Linked DNA regions of Sus scrofa: region 1 is linked to region 2. Evidence: chromatin contacts called from public Hi-C data. All regions are on one chromosome and are shown on one strand. The core of a region is the stretch at or near the end of the contact, and the rest is flanking DNA. Distances in the headings are between cores, read along the strand shown.

What was found. A called contact is a pair of places that touch in the nucleus more often than the background predicts.
Region 1: a contact with region 2 is called in a Hi-C map of fetal skeletal muscle, with 4 times the contacts expected there. The contact joins two enhancer-like sites. A contact is called at or near these places in 11 of 47 Hi-C or Micro-C datasets (embryonic fibroblasts, fetal liver, fetal skeletal muscle and 7 more) and 1 of 2 datasets of contacts at active chromatin or transcription factors (skeletal muscle).

The regions. Positions count from the first base shown.
Region 1 is chr8:76,955,564-76,959,043 of Sscrofa11.1, reverse strand. No RefSeq gene overlaps it. Among named protein-coding and RNA genes, the nearest start is that of GATB, 270 kb to the left of the region's middle. Within about 2 kb of position 1,618, at least 63 of the 83 cell types and tissues checked have an H3K27ac peak or open chromatin away from gene starts, as enhancers often do. A contact at or near this core is called in fetal skeletal muscle and skeletal muscle, where this site is marked.
Region 2 is chr8:76,635,770-76,639,136 of Sscrofa11.1, reverse strand. All of the region lies in intron 2 of FBXW7 (F-box/WD repeat-containing protein 7), which reads right to left. Among named protein-coding and RNA genes, the nearest start is that of FBXW7, 160 kb to the right of the region's middle. Within about 2 kb of position 1,631, at least 6 of the 83 cell types and tissues checked have an H3K27ac peak or open chromatin away from gene starts, as enhancers often do. A contact at or near this core is called in fetal skeletal muscle and skeletal muscle, where this site is marked.

The DNA.
Region 1 (3,480 bases), core at 369-2,868, 320 kb before region 2:
ATGCACGAGGGCTTGCACACACATTGACAGACTGCTCAAAGAGAGCTGACAGGTTCTGAGCCTTCTACTTCTCATCGCTCAAGTGGCCTTCCCAGGAACCGGCACCTCCATGTGCTCTTGGCTTAGATCAAACATGTCCTTGTGTCCTCACAGTTCCTTCTTCTGATTTCCATGCTGCTGCTGGCTGCCTGTGATCACTCACCTTCCACACTCACTCCTTTGACTCACCCTCCTGGATAAAGATGCAATTCCTCCCATTTCTGGGCAGAACACCGTTTTGCACAGTACTTTTCTCAGGAGAGTTGTGTGAAGGAAATAAAGCAGCGGTTAACTCCATCTGAGACCCAGCAAGGTCAAGGGTGTATGCAAGTTCAAACAGCAAGAGTCAAATTCTGCCCTGGCCAGCTCTGATGGGAGAAAAATGACCAGCTCACCCACTCAAGCGAGTCATAAAGTCCTCAAGTTCTTCACTATTGAAAGATGGAGATGTTCATACCTAACTGCACAAGATTTTTTTTCTTAAACAATAGATTATTGAAAAGGCTCAGCAGAGTGACTGGCGTGTCATAACGGTGTGATAAATGTTACCAATGCTAGTGGTCTTTTCCAAATAGTGTGTTCTGGAACCTTGTAATAACAACAACAATAATAGGTAACTTAAATAACAATAATAAGACTAGGTGACTTACTACATACCAGACACCATTTGAAGCCCTTTTCATGAATTGCCCCATGCAGTCCTCACGACAGACCTATCAGTAGGTATCATTATCATGCCTGTAGTATGATTAACAGACAGAGAGGTTGTGAGGTTTCAGTGACTTGATAATTTCCTTGCCTTTAATAAGCGAATTAGTCCAGGAGCTCCCGTGGTGACACAGCAGAAACAAATCTGACTAGTATCCATGTGGATGAGGGTTTGATCCCTGGCCTCGCTCAGTGGGTTAAGGATCTGGCGTTGCTGTGAGCTGTGGTGTAGGTCACAGACGTGCCTTGGATCTGGCACTGCTGTGGTTGTGGTGGAAGCCGGCAGCTGTAGCTCCCATTTGACCCCTAGCCTGGGAACTGCCATGTGCCCAGGGTGCAGCTCTAAAAAGACCAAAAAAAAAAAAAAAAAAAAAAAAAAAAAAAAAAAAAAAAAGTGACAGAGAGAATTAGCCCACACATGAAGTATTTCCTTGCTCTGGCATCAGTCCAGATGCACGGAACTGTGACTGCCAGGGGATCTGCAAACCCCCAGACCAGGGCTTGCTCAGATGGATGTCACCATCTCTGGGGCATCCGCTCCCCAACTTCCCCCTCTGTGCGTGATATTCCCAATCTTATATCTCAGGGGTTCCTCTGGTGAGGAAAGTGAGGCTTAGAAGGGGTAACGACCCACCAAGATCTCCATGGAGGGCTCCGAGGGTCCCCTCCATGTCCTTGGATGCTGCAGGAGCTCAAAGAGCCGAGCTGCCTGCAGCGGCCCCCACGGCTTTGGGAGGCCTGGAGCACTGGCACCTGCGGCTGACCGCGTCGGAGCCGGAGGACAGTGACATTCAGTAGGGGGCACCCGAGAGCCCAGATGGCCGGGAGCAGCCCTCCCTCCAGGCCCCGCCGCCGACCGGGAAGGACTTGGAATTTAATCCTCCGCATTCCATTCTGGGTTCCTGTGACATAATAAAGCCCTAGGAGGGATCTCGAGTGACTCGTCAGCAGAACCCGCAGCGGGATTTTCTATAGATAGCCAGGGCGTGTCTCGAGCTTCGTCCGCGCTGCGGGAGGAAGGTTCTTTTCTGCCTGGGCTGGGCAGTACTGTGGGCGGCAGGTGGGAGGCTTCGGGGACCCGCCAGGCCCTGGGGCCCCGGGGGACTTGGTCAGGCAGCAGGGGAGGGGGCCCCCCAGAGATCCCAGGCCAGGCCCGGGAATTCCAACTATGGCGTTTTGGAGAAAACTATTTAGTTATTTGCCCTCACTGACCTCAATCCATGTTGGGACTGCGGCTGCAATGAGATGTCCCAAATACTGAGCCTCAAGCAGCCTTTGATGCTGGCTCTGAAAAGATTCCGTGGCCTGAGCCAGGCTCTCATGGGCGAGAGAGGCGTGTTTGGAATGTGGGTGTGCGGTGTTGTGATTGGAGGTTTGGGGTTTCAGAGTTCCTTAATTTGCATGGCCATGCAGCAGGGTTATTACTGTTCACAATAGAGGGTTGGAATTTGAAACTCTGTTTACTTTTCCAGATGCCAAACAGGCAGCATTCCTATCAAGAATGTCCTGTAAAGACCAGCATGATAGTATAGAATCCTATTAGTGTGTGTGGGTGTATGTATATATATATGTGTATATATATATATACACATATACATATATATATATTTTTTCATCTTGACTGCTGGTGGAGAGGAATTCTCAGAAGCCATGCATATATTTTACATAAAATAATAGCTAAGCTGCCAAGGGCTTTAATGATATAATTTCATCTTGGGATTCTGCGCTCTTTGGTTTATGCTGCCTGCCATCAGAACCCTGAGACAGAATTAATTCATGTAACTGGGACAAGCCCAATTGCTGTGTTGCCATTCCACTTATAAGTGAACTCAACTATTTTAATTGCCCAAACATTTGGTGGGTAGGGTATGAGGTGGAGAGAAGTATGTCAGATGTATTCATTAGCTGCAGAATAAATTCCTCAGAGGCAATACACTGTTGTTGTTCAAAATAAGAACATTCTGGTCTAATAGCTTGGGTTTGCATCCTGACTTGGGCCTAAAATTGTGAAAACCTGGGAGTTCCCTGGTGGCTCAGTGGGTTAAGGACCTGACATTGTCACTGCTTGTTGTTCTGGTTACTGCTGTTTCTCAGGTTCCATCCCTGGCCCAGGAAATTCTGCAGGCCATGGGCACAGCCAAATGAAACAAAAGCTGTGAAAACTTGAGTTAGTGATCATCCCTGAGCCTCCATTTACTCGTTTGGGATACTGGTTGCCTGCTTCTCAGGGTTGTTGAGAGGATTCAGTGCTGTCAGAACGGATGCGGTGGATGAATACAAGGTCTCTGAAAGACCCTGGCTATAGTGCCTGGAGCACTGTAGCTGTTGATACATGGCTGCTGTTTTATTAGCTCCACAACCACAGCCAAACATCCCTGAAACTGTTCCCTGACACCATGGAGGTCCAGGAATCTTAGCCACTTCCAGCCAGGAGCTTCTCTTTTTAGCCCCCGAATTCCCTAGATGCTCCACATTCGTGAATTGTATTATTCCCAGCCAGAGCGAGCAGGGTGGCGGCCCCCACCCTGTCTGGAATCCCAGAGCACCTCTGGGATTCTGACCCAGCACAGCTGCCTGTTGCAAATAATTCCGGAAATATGAAGCAGGACATATTGCGGTTCCATAGAAAGGTCTGAGCAGTGGACTTCATGCGTCTGTCATGGATCTGCCTTCTCCAGCAGAGGAATGAAAACAGGGCTTGGCTTAGAAGAATATTGCCCTCCTGCCCCACCA
Region 2 (3,367 bases), core at 382-2,881:
AGAGGCCTCTGTGTAAAGGCTTAAATCAGAGTGGTGACCTCATTCAGAAGTTAAAATGAAAGTGACCAAGTGAAAGACAAAATAAAAGAAACACTTTGAAAACATAGGAAAGAAGAAAATATGATGGTGATGGAGATATTTATATTCTATTTTCAATGTAGACATCATATTTAAAACTCACTCAAAAAGTTTCTCAACATGGCCACCACCTGTTTGGAATAGTAGAAACAATTCAAAAAGAACGAAGGTACTTAGAAAATATTTTTTTACAAAAGCTATTTAAGTCCCAGCAAATAGAAGATTCTCGTCACTAAAGAGGAAAAATATTTTTTCAGGTGTTATGAGTTAATCTACTCATTTAATAAAATGTTTCCCTTTTAGTAGAGAGAGAAAAAGGGGGGGAGGTAAAAAAGGGAACTAAAATACTAATAGCACTGATATATGTGAGCACTCATTTACTCTCTGACAAGGTTTTTTTTTTTTTTTGGCTTAATGTGTTCAGGATCCTAAACATACTTTAGATCTAAAAATATATCACTCTAGTTAAAAATTCAAAATAGCAATACCAAGTAACTTAGAAAATACAACAGAACTGTTCATATTAAGAGGGTCAAAACTTAGTGGGGAGGAGGAGAATGTCATCCTCAAATACATTCAATCAATCATAACCTGATTATAGATTAGCACAAGTTCTACAAAATGTTTGTTGGTTTAGGATTGTCTATATGTAAAACTGTATCATAACTGCCACATAATAGCACACTGTTTTTCATTTTGTATAACAACAAAAAGTAATGTCTCTGTTAAGTTTGAATTTAAGAAATAGTGATTTAAAAATAATACAGCTTAAAGTGCCAGCTAAACTCGTCCAAAGGGCTAAACGCTGTAATTTCCCATGTATAAGGACAGCACCACCAGCTTTTTGCTTTTCCCACAAAATTAAAGCCGCAAATTTGGGGGTTTAGTATTTGTCAACATACCTCAAAACATAGTTTTTACATTTACCAATTTTAAGGAAGTTTAAAGCGTTGTAATGTCACAGAAAGGTGAAGTGGATAACCTTGGCCTCCCGGGCTGCTCTATCCTATTATCAAGTCTACCGCTTACATACGATGTCACTGGCTACTTAATGCCCTGATAGTTTTACTTATAAACATCCATTGAAATCTGTAGCATTTCTTCACCAAAGAAGGCAAAAGTCATTTATTTAAATAAATATTCCTACTTTTCAAATGTGGGAGACTTACCCGTCTTCGACAAAAGGGGAGGCCTTGGGCAATGATGCTAATGCTAAATATCTTCATCACAGTTTGATGCGGAAGAGGCTCTTTCACATTTTTCAGATCAACAGGAACCAAGCCATGGTTTAGAGTAGCTTTTCCAGGTTTTGACATTTTAAAACTCCTCTGGGCCGATGAACACTCTTTACATGTAATACAGGCACATTACTAAAAACCCTAGCCAGCAAATTAAAATATAACTTTCTAATTAAAAAAAAATAAAAGGCTGAGAACCCAAGGCCTGCTGCTTTTGTCTTTCAACCTTCTCCTACCAAATGTCCTGACCTGTCTGAGGCTTGCTGAAGTGCAAACTATCCTAGAATAGCCAGGAATTATAAACTACTGAAGTGAAAGCTCCTGCTCCTGCCAGTCAAACAGCTGGTGAACCTCCCATACAGAGTCAGTAATGTGAACACAACCAAAGCAGGGCTGTGCTGTAGGGTCCCTTGGAAAACTTCTCCAGGGCCTAACCTAGGTAATTCCCTAGAAAGTGAAAGCATTTACAAAAATCCAAAAGCTAGCCTTGTATTTTTCTCTAACATATCTTATTAAAAAGGCTTCCTCACCCAATATCAGCATTAATATTTTAAGAATGTTTTGAATTGTGCTTCAAATTTATGGACAATGGTTATTCATGCTCAGAAAATAGAGACATGTATTTGCTCTTAGAGACATTCAGAATGAGCACTATATCTTCAAGAATTTGTCTTAAACATGCTCTCTTTTCCTCTTCCATAAGTATCATTCTTTTTTTTTTTTTCGTATAAGTACCATTCTTTATCTCACAGTCCCACTAAATCGACTCTAACTCTCTATAGCTATTAATACACACTTCAGATTAATCTTATCAGGAGACATTTTAGTTGTTTGCAAATTTCAGTTCAATCTCTATAATTCTGAAACACTTAGTGATTCCACTTGAAAGTATAACAGTCATGTGGCTGATTAAATATATTTAAAAACCCAAGTATTTATGAATGTAACCTGTGATGGGAAGGAATTGTAGTAAAATGAGTAATAACTAACCAGCTCATCACAGATCCTTAGGGCCTACTTTCTCTAATATACCACAGTTATTTATGTCTTGCTATGACACACAGTGGGAATGTGTCTACTCAAGGACTTTCAGTGGGTCCCCAGTACTTCAGATAAAGGTTGGAGATGCAGACTCCTCAGAGTGGCCCCAAACATATCTTTACAGCATTATCTCAAACTCCCTAAATTAACTACTTATGCCAGAGTTAATTAATCTTTATGCTACATTTCACATTCAAACCCATGAACTAGGCCATTATGGAGATGATTAAAAAAAAAAAAAAGCCTAGTGTGAGAATTAATAGCCAGTAGTTTTAATAGGTGTGAATTATCCATTCACAATGTTCAGCTACTTTCCTTCCATTCTATTTTCTTCTTCCAGTAGCCAGTCATCTCATTTATCTCTCCTTTCAACTGCTTTTATGGATTTTTATAAGTGGGAATTTAGAATGAGATGGAGAGAAGTAGAAAGGAGACTGTCAGAAATGGGTGATTTCTTTGACTTTGGAAATCTGTCTTATTAAATACAAAGTGGGCTGCTAGAATCCACACACAACAAACACCCCTAGTCCTGCCATGTTGCTACTTTCTTTAAAGTACATCTTTCTCTGACATCACAACTTAAAATGTAATTAAAAATGCAAAATCATTAGCAAAAGTGACATTTTTAGGTCAAGAAAATAAACAACTAAATTCCTCCAAAGAAGATATATAAATGAGCAATAAGCCCACATAAAGATGGTCATTATCACTAGTCATTAGACAATGCAGATCAAGAACAGAACCATTCTGTACACCCATTAATATAGGTTTTCTTTAAACGTCCACAGAAAAACAAGTGTTGGCAAGGATGTGGAGAAACTGGAACCCTTGTGCACTGCTGGTGGGAATGTAAAATGCATGCAGCTACTGTGGAAAATTTGGAGATCCCTCAAAAAGTTACTCCGTGACCCTCAATTCCACTTCTGGGTACACACCCCAAAGAACTAAAAGCAGGGCTCACACAGATATCTGAACAACCGTGTTCACAGCCGCATGTTCACAACAGCCAA